Linked DNA regions of Mus musculus: region 2 is linked to region 1. A link is a contact called in public Hi-C data. All regions are on one chromosome and are shown on one strand. Each heading gives the region's core, a stretch centred on a gene start, on an enhancer-like site or on the middle of the called end of the contact. The rest is flanking DNA. Distances are from core to core; before and after follow the strand shown.

The links. Hi-C and Micro-C count contacts between places; a contact is called where the count stands out from the background.
Region 2: a Hi-C map of cerebral cortex shows a contact between it and region 1, with 2.3 times the contacts expected there. The contact joins two enhancer-like sites. A contact is called at or near these places in 18 of 39 promoter capture datasets (the 3T3-L1 cell line, 3T3-L1-derived adipocytes, the C10 cell line and 10 more), 11 of 484 Hi-C or Micro-C datasets (the G1E-ER4 cell line, the STO cell line, cerebral cortex and 7 more) and 17 of 115 datasets of contacts at active chromatin or transcription factors (the 230-238 cell line, the NIH/3T3 cell line, the SCID.adh cell line and 10 more).

What each region holds. Positions count from the first base shown.
Region 1 is chr11:103,682,594-103,688,556 of GRCm38.p6, reverse strand. Gosr2 (golgi SNAP receptor complex member 2) reads left to right here. Exons shown (of 6, transcript NM_019650.4): 3 at 924-1,032; 4 at 1,843-1,975; 5 at 4,625-4,765. Among named protein-coding and RNA genes, the nearest start is that of Gosr2, 12 kb to the left of the region's middle. Within about 2 kb of position 3,191, at least 109 of the 459 cell types and tissues checked have an H3K27ac peak or open chromatin away from gene starts, as enhancers often do. A contact at or near this core is called in cerebral cortex, where this site is marked.
Region 2 is chr11:103,888,357-103,894,832 of GRCm38.p6, reverse strand. The region is part of intron 8 of Nsf (N-ethylmaleimide sensitive fusion protein); the gene reads left to right. Among named protein-coding and RNA genes, the nearest start is that of Gm35311, 33 kb to the right of the region's middle. Within about 2 kb of position 4,027, at least 11 of the 459 cell types and tissues checked have an H3K27ac peak or open chromatin away from gene starts, as enhancers often do. A contact at or near this core is called in cerebral cortex, where this site is marked.

The sequences.
Region 1 (5,963 bases), core at 1,942-4,441:
GTGCACTTGAGTTTCTGCCCACTGGCCTTTGTTTGCCTTCCCAGCAATCTCACTGTTGCCTGATTAGAAGTGGAAAGAGGTCGTTTTGACAGCTTTATCAAGGGGATAAGGAAAATGACTGTCATGCTTTCTACCTCTGCGGGTTCTTTCCTGGGTCTTTCCGATTGATATGTGGTCTATTTTGAGGGTTCTAACACATCTCAGCCTACCCATTCTTTCAGAAAGCCTCTGGGTATTTCCATACTAATCTTCCCTTTCCTTTGTGCCTTTTATTTTTCTTTTAGCCTCATTACTATAAGAAGTTCAGTTGGCAACCTTTTTCCTAGGGGTTTATAATCCATATCTGAGACCAATCTCAAATAGACCTATATCAGAAAATTTAACTTAACAGAGTTATATGGGCAACCTTTAAATATTCATTTTATTTTCTAACAGTGAGGAGTTTATGACTACAGACATGCCTTCTACTTAAAAAACAGGACAACTAACAGCTGTGTGTGCCTGTGTGTGTCTGTATGGCTATAGGGATGTATGGGTATAAGGATACCCATGCTTTGAGGCACAGTAGGCCTTATATTGAGCCATCTTTGTGTACGTTGTGTTCCTTTTGGATTATATTTGTTTTAGTTTATGTTATGGAAACATGTTTATCACTTTTACTTTGTTGTTGTTGGGTATTTTTTGTTTTGTTTTGTTTGTTGAGACAGGGTTTTTCTGTGTCTGTAGCCCTGGCTGTCCTAGAACTTGCTCTGTAGTCCAGGCTGGCCTTGAATTCAGAGAGATCCGCTTGCCTCTGCCTCCCAAGTGCTGGGATTAAAGGTGTGCGCCACCGTGGCCAGGCACCATTTATCACTTTTAATTTAAGTTCATGACTTTTTCCCAGCAATTATTCTTTTTTTCCCCCCTCTCTCTCTTTTGTGCAGTAGTAGAAAATGAGATCCAAGCAAGCATAGAGCAAATATTCAGCCATCTGGAGCGCCTGGAGATTTTGTCAAGCAAGGAGCCCTTGAATAGAAGACAGAATGCCAAACTGTGAGTGTCGATCCCTGACGTGGCTCAGATACCTCAGGCCCCTAAAGCACACCTTTCTCCCATCGGAAGCTATAGAATATTCTGAAAATCTGGGTACTTACTAAAGAAATGAAGTCTGTGTGAAGATAAAGTCTTCCCTAAAATGCACAGTTCTATGTAAGCAATAGACCCCCCCCCCCCAAATTAAAGAGTGTGCGCACCTGTGATCATGGTCCCTGATGTCCTTGGGAGTGATTATAGTCCATTGTCTCTGTGAGGTAATGTTGACAGTATGCATTTTGTGACCAGACCCCTGGTCACTGAAAGCTTAGGACTGCCAGGGAGTGTGGCTCTGCTGTTTGGTTCCCACTGGCGTCTGCTGGGCTGAAATGCACTTGTACTCTTTCCTAATCGCTTCCATCAGTCTGCTTATAATGAAGTACTGATCGAATCTTTGATACTCCACCGTGAAATTCAAAGGGAAACCACCCTCACCACCACTCCAGCCCCTACTCCCAAAAGTTTCATGAAACTTCATGGCTGCTCTACCTTAGAGCTGCCCTTGGGCTTCTTCCAGGAGTACAGTGTAACCCTCAGAAGGTCAGGAAGGGGCCATCAAGCCTGCTTCCTGTCACCTGTTCCCTGAGAAGTCAGAGCCCAGCAGACATTTGAGTAAAGCTGGAGCTGTGTGTAATTTTACCCACCATAACCACAGGCTGCCGCTTGACTCGGTGAGGGTGGGCCCTGGGAGAGAAGGGAGTATAGAGCCAGGTTGCCTCAGTGTGCCCACCCCAGCCCCTAGGATTTAATCTCTGTCTCCATTAACTCCAGCCGTGTCGACCAGCTAAAGTATGATGTCCAGCACTTGCAGACTGCCCTCAGGAACTTTCAGCACCGGCGCCAAGTCAGGGAGCAGCAGGAGAGACAGCGAGACGAGCTTCTGTCTCGCACCTTCACCACTAACGTAAGCCAGACTCTGGGGGTTGGCAGGCGCCTGACAGGTCAGGACTGAATGCAGGTAACAGGCATCACCTCTTAGCGGAGTGCCTGAAGCTGACTCAGGAGGAGACCAAGTGGAAATGTCGGGACTTTGTGCATTGCCACTAAGACCAGGCCTGGGTGGGGGATTTCTCTCCAAACACAAAAACCCGAGGAGGAAGCAGTTAGACTGAAGCAGTAGAGTAGGCAGAGAGGAAAATTCCCTGGCTTGATTAGTCCACTGCAGAGGTGGGGTTCACATGGGGGGAGATGCTTCTGTGAGCAGATAGAGACAGGTGGTTAGAGTGGTTAGAAAGCTGCCTCCAGGCACGTGCCATTGTGCTGTGTGTGTGTGTGTGTGTGTGTGTGTGTGTCTCCAGCCTCAGATGCATTAAAATGTTTCCCATTGTGCTGTGTGTGTGTGTGTGTGTCTCCAGCCTCAGATGCATTAAAATGTTTCCCATTGTGCTCTGTGTGTGTGTGTGTGTGTGTGTGTGTGTGTGTGTGTCTCCAGCCTCAGATGCATTAAAATGTTTCTGCCCCGGCTCAAATGGCAATTTGGAGGAATTTGTTAACAGATGTGTTAGATGCATTGCTTGACTTCAGTCTTTTTGGAATAGCCTGTTGTTTTGCATGTTTGATCTCTTAGAAGCCCTGCCCTGTCTCCTAGCCTCAGTAGGCTCATTCTCTGCAAATACAACCTCCTGGCCCTTTTCAGGGACTCACATAGTGTGTTCTACCAAATGAGGTGGGTTTGGGCTTCATAGTTTGTCACTTTCTAAATCTGCCAGTAGAATTCCTTGCTTAATATGTGTACAAAGCCACACTGTAGACAGAAATACTGCAAGCAAGCCTGGAGCGAGCCTGGTGGCTCTAACCGCACACAGACTGGGCCTGGGAGAGAGCCAAGTCGTCACTAGTAGTGAGTGCTCTCTTTCCTACTGTCTGATTGGCACAACCTCCTGCCAGGCAGTGCCCCTCCACCACGGAAACCCCGATTTCCACTGGCAGATGACCAAGCCATTGCTCCATGCCCTGCTGCAGTGCGGTTCTTCCAGGGCTTCAGGTTGGGGCTTCACAGGTTTGTGTTTATAGAGCAGGTGGGCAGGCAGGCCGTGGTGATTAACAGCTCACACATACAGTGCTGTAAGCCTCTGAGTAAGCCAGCATATGGCATGCTACATCACATTCAGGCAGTTGTAGGCTAGACATGACCTCTCAGGATTATTCTGTTGATTGCCAGCCTGATGTGGCACCACACTCACCAGGCTGCTCATAAGCACTGACTCACCAAATGAAACTTCCTCCAAGTCACTTTCCCCATTCTAAAGAGAGCAGACTAGCACCCTTCCCTTCTCAGGTTTCTGTGTAAAGCCATTCAGTAAGTGCTTGTCAGAAAAGGGGAGTCGTGGTTCTCTTAAAACACTAGAGTTAACACCAAGATACCAAGTAAAGCCTTTGAGAAGAGTACTAAACATGGCTTCTTCCTTTCAGGAGCTTCTGTGTTAGCAGGGAGTTTCAAAATGTCCACCTAGGGCTGGTTCTGAACTTGAGCAGCAGAACAAATGGTTACTCACCTGCCAGTGGGAATTGGGGCTTCCATGGTGGTGGGGCACTGCCTGGCAGGAGGTTGTGCTGGTCAGACAGCAGGAAGGAGAGACAATCACTGCTGGGTGACACGTGGTCCTCTTCCCAGCGCAATTGGTGTGTGGTTAGAGCCACCAGGCTCACTCTCAGTGTTTTTGTCTGCAGTGTAGTTGAAATTGAGAGTTGTGTGTGCACCCAGCCCTGGGATCCTACCTATCTGGACAGGTTATTCCATCTCTCTGGGCCTCACCTTCTTCATCTGCAAAATGGGGAGAGCAGGAAAAGTCCAGCAAGCTGTGTGAGTTAGAGAAATGTGCCTGTGAAGTAAGAGGGCTTGGTCTGTACTGATAGGGCATTTCAGTCGGAAAGGCCAGGGTCCAAAGGAGTGCTTAGTAGGTAAATCCATTGCAAAGTCTGCAGAGTCTGTGATCTGAGGCATCTCACTCACATAGACTGTGCTCACTCTGCAGTCCTCTTTTCTTTTCCTCTGTCTTTCTTTAGCAACCTTTCCCTGCCTTCTCAGAACTTTGTTCCCATCCTGAACACCCTGCAGGCTTCAGTAGAAAGCACTGCCCCTTTGATCCGTAGTTTCAGTCTAATTAGAGGGATAAGCTATAGATAAAATAGCTAAAGAACAAAAGCAAACATGTAAAAGCGCACGAGCAAGAACTGCTGTAAAGGAACACTTGAGAAGCTGTCTTTGAGAGGCGCCAGAAAAAACCTTTAGGAGAAATGAATGAAGTCTGGAAGGAATAACCGGATTTTCCTCAGTGGGGGACGTAGCAGATGAACAGATCAACACTACAGCAGAGCTCACTTGGAGAATTATGGGTCCGTTACCTCTTCTGCTGCTGTGCGAGCAGGCCCCGCCCCCTTACACACACCTTTGCTTTGCTTTCCTCCCCTGTTGGACTCTCTGATTCTTGCATTTGTCCCTCTAGTTCTTCTGGCTTGACGTTGGCCAAAAAGGCAGTGTAGTAAGATTTGCCCAGCCCCCAGGAGCTGAGTGGCAAGCAAAGTTAACCAAGTGCCTGCATTTCTTTCACAGGACTCTGACACCACCATTCCCATGGATGAATCACTGCAGTTTAACTCCTCCCTCCACAACATTCACCACGGCATGGATGACCTCATTGGAGGCGGGCACAGTATTCTGGAGGGACTGAGGGCCCAGAGACTGACCTTGAAGGTGGGGGCCCTGCTGGAGAATAGAGAGAAGGCTTTTTATTTTGTCCTTGTCCTATAGTTTAGTTCTGTGTTTGTATTGTTTCTGTGTCCCCAGTCCCCATGTGACAGTAAGCCCAAGCCCTTGAACTTACACGTTTGCCCATTGCGTGTAACAAACGCAGTGGCATTTCCTGATAGCTAGGGCTTTGCCCTCCTACTGACTCTGCATGAAATTGAGTTTGCTGTAAGGGGACCAATGACAGGCTGAGAAATGCGTCTTTAGATTTGCTCTTTTAAGAAGGCAGTCTTCTAAGGTGGTTTTCTTTGGGATTTCAGCCGTGGAGTGCACAGGGAGGTCCCCATGCTTCTCATAGCCACAGGTATCCAAGAAGCCTGCCTTGTTTGTACTGCTGAGACCCTGACCCCTGGGAGTGGTTTACAGAAACAGTATAGATTGCTGTCAGTCATGGCGTTTCAGCCTCAGTCTTTTCCTGTGTCAGCCCTGATGGCTCTGGGGGTGTGGGCTCTCCTTGTTATCAGGGTGTGATCCCCTAGAGTAAAGCACTGCCAGCCACTGGGCTGTGAGAAACAGTCCCTTGGAAGTGTGGCGGTTATCTTAGTTGTTATTGGGGCAGAGTTGTCTGCTCTAAGGACTCCAGTGTATTTCTGAGCAGCTCCCACCATCTTTACAGGGAGAGGAACCGACAGGGCGGTTGAAGCTCACCTCCTGTTGGCAGTCACAGTGTCTGCAGTGGCGCAGAGGTGCTCCCCCTTCAGAAGAGTCACTGAAAGTCTACCCCGATCTCTGCAGTGGGCTCCCTGCCTTTTTTTGTTTTTGTTTTTTCGTAGAGAACTGCCCTTTTCTGTAGCTCAGGGACAGTCTGTCTGTCCGGCAGGACGCAGAGCTGGTGCGGGTGAGGTTCTGCATGGTGTGTTAGCCTCCTCCTGAAGCCGGGGTCACTGAGGAAGTCCGTTCACTGCTGGGTCTTGACCTTTGTGATTTCTGACTCCGTTTTCTCTGCATTCCTCCTTCTGCCCATCTTGCCTCGTGATCTCTCCCTGCCTGGGCCAGGGAATTTTCTTCCTAAGCCACTTGATAGGAACAGGGGAGCATGAAAGCACTGGTGCAATTACTTTGATTTTATGGTTGGAAATAGGTACTTTGTGGAGTTCATGGTCACTGTGAGGTGATTTGGAAGGCATGACCACGGAGTAGTCTG
Region 2 (6,476 bases), core at 2,778-5,277, 210 kb before region 1:
CATGGAAACCTCAGTTGAGACCCCCAACACTCGTGCAAAAGCTGGGTGCAGTCTCTGTAACCCCAGTGCTAGGGGCACGGGGTAGAGTCAGGTTGATAACGGGGGTTTAGTATTCAGTCACTATAGCCACATACATCAGTAAGTGACAGGTTCAGTGAGAGACCCTGTCTCAGAAGATAAGGTAGTGAGCTAGAGAGATGGCTCAGTGATTAAGGGAGCTTGCTGGTCTTACAGAGGGGTTCAGTCCCAGTCCAGTTCGGTACCAGTATGGCAGCTTACAGCCGCAATTCAGATCCAGGAGAGTCTGATACCCTCTTCTGGACTCTTCAGGTCCCAGGCACACAGGGAGTGCTCATACATACATGTAGACAAACACATTCATACACATAAATTAAATAAATCTTTACCAAAACAAGGTAGAGAGTGACAAAAGCAAACACCCACTGTGACCCAAAACAACTCTTCTTCCATGAAGTTACTTGTGTTGAGTCTTTGATCACTCAGACGCGATCCTGGAATACCTTAGATCCCTATGGCACTAGCTGGTCCCATCAGACTGTCAGCTTTGAGTGATCCCCACACTGCTCCGGGTCCCCAAGCTCAGCTAGACTACACACCTGCCTTGGGTTCGAGTTGTCTCCATTTTTCCTGAGTGACTTCTGCCTCTCCAGGTGACAGCTCCTAGGTTAGGGTGAGGCACGTCTGTGATCAGCTCTGGTTTTCTTGATATCACAGAGGAGAACACACCTCTTTTTTCCTCATGAAACTTCTTGATGTGTGTGAAGAAAGCAGTTCCACTGACCTCAGCTCTCCTCAGAGCCATTGTTTCTCCAAGGCTCATTTTCCAGCTGGGTTGGTTCCGCAGCCTTCTGGAGTCTTGTTTTAGCCCTTTACCCTGCATATCTGAACTTTAAAAAAAAAATATCTGTTTATAGTTACTTTAAACTGGGTACCCCAGGGTTCAGTGGAGTACTGCGACTGTGGGTCTGTTAGCCACAAGCACCGTCCAGTCTTCCAGTGCAAGCTAAGACTGTATTAACTTTTAGAAAGCCTCAGTCTGCCTTCACTCCTATTGAACTTACACCTGATAATTTGGTCTCCTTAGACTTGCTCAATCACCTACAACTGTCCAAGGACAAGAAATGTATTCTTACCAGTTTGTGATTCAGTGGGGGGTCACAGACGTACACACTCAGTGAAATAAAAACTCAAGGATGCTTAGGTAACTGAGTCCACTATCATTTGTCCTCTGGCTCGCTTTTAGAGACATGTAGGGGCACATGTTAAATATTCTCCTACCCCAGGTCCCCTCCAGACGTCATGAGTTTCCGTTTCTTGGAGTGATGCCCGGAAATAGGCATTTAAATAAACCCTGCAGGACCTTGATACATTGTTTTGAGAGTTGCTACTGTAATTATTGAAGAGATAGTCTTAATTAAGGGAGTGATTTATTTTTTATTTATTTTTTTGTGGGGGGGGTAGCCTAGGCTGGCCTTAAATACACTTGTTAAGCCCAGGTTGGCCTTGAACTCACTGCAGTCTTCAGTCCCCTGAGTGCTAGGGTTACAGACGTGCACCACCACGCCCGGCTCGTCTGTGATTTCTGAGGAGCAGAAGAACATAAACTAGACTAGAGGCTCCCTGCGAAGGGAAGAAGCCATACATCGTCTGCAGAGCAGTGTATTTCAGCTGAAGCAGAAGGGCCAACCCGAGACTGCTGAAACCTGAAAGCACAGGATGCCAGGTGACAGCAAGGCAGGACCTGCTACAGAAGCCGCGTGATCTTTGTCATCAAGAATTCGTGAAATACCAGGCAACACCCTAGGAGGGAGTGGAGAAGGGTGGGGGCGTCAGCAAAGATTAGCTGGGAGCGTTGCTCCACACATCCCATCTCTCGTTCTGGACTATCTGATGAGAAGATCTATATGCATTTCAGTTGACTAATTTGGATATAGACCAGTCAGGTGGTAGACAGCTAGCACAGCTGCTCCGTGCTCAGGGCATGGGTCGTTTTCAGGCACTCACCGTGGAGCTCAGTGCATTTCATTCCTCGCCTAAACGAAAGGATGTCAAGAGACTGGGGTTTGTACCCGAGTGATCTTCAACTTGAACGTCTCCTTAAGGGTTTAGAAAGTACACAGATGGGATCCGGCGGGTGACCCACCTTCCACGCTCATCAGTGAACACTCTTTGAAACAGAAGTTGATGAAAGCCATGCTCCAAGCCCTTCCTGCGTGGCTAGAAAAAAAGCAGAGTGGTGCTAGAGAGGCGCTCAGTGGTCAGTCTAAGGCGTGGGCCTGGGTTCGGTCCCCAGCACTCTTACCCTACAGCTCACAAAGGCACGTAACTCCTGCTCCCTGGATCTAGAACCCTCTCCTCCCCTCCGCCAGCCCTGCTCTCACATATACAGGAACAACACACACACAATTGAATCTCACTTGGTGTGGTGGCACTGGGGAAGTGGAGCTCTGTGAGTTTGAGGCCATCCTGGTCTCTGTGAGGCGTTCCAGGAACAGCCAGGACTACGTAGATAGACCCTGTCTCAAAATACATAGTATAAATAAGTAAATCTTAAAAAAAAAAAAAAAAGCCTGTTTGCTACATAAGCATTCTGTACTCTGAAAAGAGGAATTTAAGCAGACCTAGTACTTGTTAGTTTCAGTTAATACTTTTCAGAAATGCAGGCTGAAGTTATGAAAACCTAGAGAGATCAAGTGCTAGCAATTGCTAGGACCGTACCAGCTATTGCGTGTACAAGTCCATGCACTTTGTAGTGTTAGGCATTCATAGGCATTCAGACCTGGTTTGCACAACTGCTTAGAGAAGCATGTGAGACCTGTGACGATGTCCCGACTTGCGCTGGCCTCGAGAGACTCATCCTTGGCAGGCAGCGTTGTCTGTGTCTGAGCTGGAAGCCGCTGGGGTTCCCCTTCTAAGGATCACTAATCATTCCTATCCCCCCCACCCCCACCCCCGAAGTGAATTAGGCACTCCTAGCCCAATGCTAATTTGATAGAGATCGGTTCTAATTTATTGACATCTTGACAATGAGTTTCCCCCTTTGAATACATGCAATTTTGCTGACGGTTTTTCTCGATGCAGTTGGCCTCTGGTGGCATCTAGGAAAAAACAAACAAACAGTTGTTTAACTCACATTAAGAAAGAAAAGCTTGGCAAACACAAGGTGTCTCATGTTGGACGGTATTTTCGAAGATTATAAACAGCAAGTGTTACTGTTTATCCCTTAGCTTGCAGAACTAAGGCTATGTAACTTTTATAATGCTATTTTAAGAAAATGATAGCAAACTTATTAGACACCCTATAAATAATTGTGTGCACTGCTTTCACCAGTGGGGCTGGTGATGCCTGTCACTGTGGTAAAGCCCCGTTCTGTGTAGACCTTTAGACCTGAAGTCTCTGTGCGGTCTGTCTGTAATGTCCACCTTAACATCTCTGGATGTATACGCCATCAGAAAGCTTACAGCTATGTGCATGTCTGTGTCTCTGGGTATCCTGGGTTTGTATGTTGTGGAAGGATTGTTGATTCAGCTAAGAGACTCATAGTTGGGTGGGTGGGAGAATAACGCATTGCTGGTTCCCCTCAAACTAAAGGGGAAGACACACTATGCTAGTCTAGAGTGCAGTTATCCACTTTGGGGCAAATACTGAGATATGGCTCTTGCGCTCCCGGCAGAATGAGGTACTGTCACGTAAGTGTGCGCTGAACAAAGAATGTTCCCTGAAGAGCCAGTGTCAGCTTTCTAATGCCGGTAGAGACTTTAAGAGGGCAAAGAGGCGTGTGCACAAGTGGTGTTGATCATGGTGCTGGCTTGGCTTCTCCAGAGGGAGCTCCTTGTTGACTCTACTACGTGGGCTTAGAAAACTTGAGAATTAGCAGACTGGTCTCTGCTAGAGGCACAGAGAAGCGAAAGAATCGATTCTGACAGCCCATCTGGAAGAGCAGCTGGCACTGTGGGACATCCTGGCCTCACTAAAGCGCTAGCTGAGATGTGGCGGAGGCGCTGCTGTGTTCACTGGGAGCTTGAGCTTCACCAGTGCAATAGACACTAGAATTCTCAGCACTCCAAGGCAGCAGAAGCACTAGAGAAGGTTTTAAGGCCCAAGATGGACACCTCGTCACTCTCAGAAGTAACCAACTGAAGCAAAGTAGCCATTTATTTTGAGCTTTACGGTTGCGTGTGATGCGATCTAATTCTTAAGTGGCAGCTGAAGGTCTGGTTCTGCTTCACAATTCATCCATAGCCAGATGATAAAAATGAGCTAACGTCGCTCAGCAGCAGATACTCAGGCGTCGACACTGGGTACCGCGGGGCTTTCTGTGTCAGGCTTGATCATCACAGTGACCTTCAGCTTACTGCTGTGATTCCCACCTGCTGAGAGGAAGGCCAGGATCTTACTGTAGACAACAGATCCCAGCATTGCTGCTGTGTGCACACTTGTGGATGTGGGCATAGACTGCGGTGCACATGTGTGTGGAGGCCAAAGGCCAGTGCCAGTGCCAGCTGTCCTCCTTAGCACTTTCTTTCTCTTTTTTTTTTTCAATTTTTGTTTTATTTTTGAGATTATAATGTAATTACATGACTTTTCCCTTCTCTTTCCTCCCTAGAACCTCCACGTTTTTAGAACCCCTACTTTGAAACAGTATATTTAAAAGAATGTCCATTATTCTAAGATCACTTCTATCATCCCTTTTGTTATTAAATGTGTTTTCTTTTATGAAGCAATGGTCATATTTTATACTTATTTACTTTTGAGACAAGGTCTTACTGTGCCATCATGGCTGTCCTAGAACTTACAATATAGACCAAGCTGGCTTTGAACTCCTAAGGGTCCTGGGATAGAAGGCACACATGTCTTTTTTTAAAAAAAGAAATCTTGAATTGACAAAATTTAAAACAAACAAGCAAAAACCTTAAACAACGCAATTAGAGCATCTCTCCCCAGTTTTGGGCGAGGGGGCTCTTGTTTATGGGAAGTCATTTTGTTTTCTTTTGTGGGTGTGATTATTGTTTTGAGTCTTAGTCTCACTACATGGCCCAGGACAGCCTAGAACTCCATTAATATTTATTATTATTATTATCATTATCATTCTTACTGCTACTAACTACTACTACATTCATTCTGTGTGCATGCGTGTGCATGTGTGTGCATGTGCACGTGCCATAGCACACATGTGGAGGTCAGAGGGTAACTTGCAGGAGTTGGTTCTCGCCTACAGTGTGGGTCCAGCTCAAGTCATCAGCCTTGCAGGTGAACAGCGTTACTCCCTGAACTGTCTGTTCCACCAACTTGCTCTGATACTCGCCATCCCCCTGCCTCTGCCCTCTGAGTGCCTGGCGTCACAGGTGTGCACCACCACACCTGGTCCTCACCTCATTTAAAACATGTTTGGTTTGGTGTTGTAGACTGTGAAGTCCAAGTCTAAGAACTGAGTAGAAAAATCAGTGTATAATAATTTTTAATGTTCTCTAGAATTCTTGATTTATTTCCTGTTTAGTTCAGTCAGCGGCAGGCCTTTCTTTCCCCTAAACAAACCATGCCCTCAGTCTTCTTGACAAACATCTCTTGAGAACTATAATTAAGATACAGCTTTGTGCTCAGATTCGAGGGACTGTCTAGAAATGCTTTCTTTTAAGGGATCTGGAATGGGTGCCACTCAGTTTTCACCTAGGTTCTTTTTAGACAGTCCCTCAGTGTCTCATCACTGAAACCCTCACTAAAGCAGCATGTGGTCATTCACTGTGTGGTGGTTTGAATGAAAATGGCCCCCAGCAGCCTTGTTGGAGTAAGTGTGTCACTTCGAGGTGTCCCTTTACCACCATAAAACCCCTAAGACAGGCTGTTTATTTGCTATCTTGTATAATTTGTATCTTCATAATAGCTCACGCATGTGTGTCAGTGAAGGTCAGTACATAGTCTACCGTTTGGATAACAAAATGAGTGTGAAGGTGGCCATGCTGGAGAGGAGCAAGCAGGAGAGCCCTGCAAACGCTGAGTGCATCACTTGCCCCTAAGTGTGGTCTCCACTGTGGTTTAGTTATGTGGGTGTTGTTGGCAATGTCGCCATCCTTGTTACGTGGTTTTAATTCACTGAGCTTCTCTCTTGGTCTATCTCAAACACACGCTTGTTCATTATAACCAAGACTGCATTACCAGCAACCACTTTAGAGGACCTCAGATTTGAGCTTCCTGCCATCTTCTTTTTAACTTTGTCTTCTCTTTTCTTTTTTCTTTTTTCTTAAAGATTTATTTATTTATTATATGTAAGTACACTGTAGCTGTCTTCAGACACACCAGAAGAGAGCGTCAGATCTTGTTACGGATGGTTGTGAGCCACCATGTGGTTGCTGGGACTTGAACACTGGACCTTTGGAAGAGCAGTCGGGTACTCTTACACACTGAGCCATCTCACCAGCCCTTGTCTTCTTTTTTCTTGTAGCACACATACGCACACA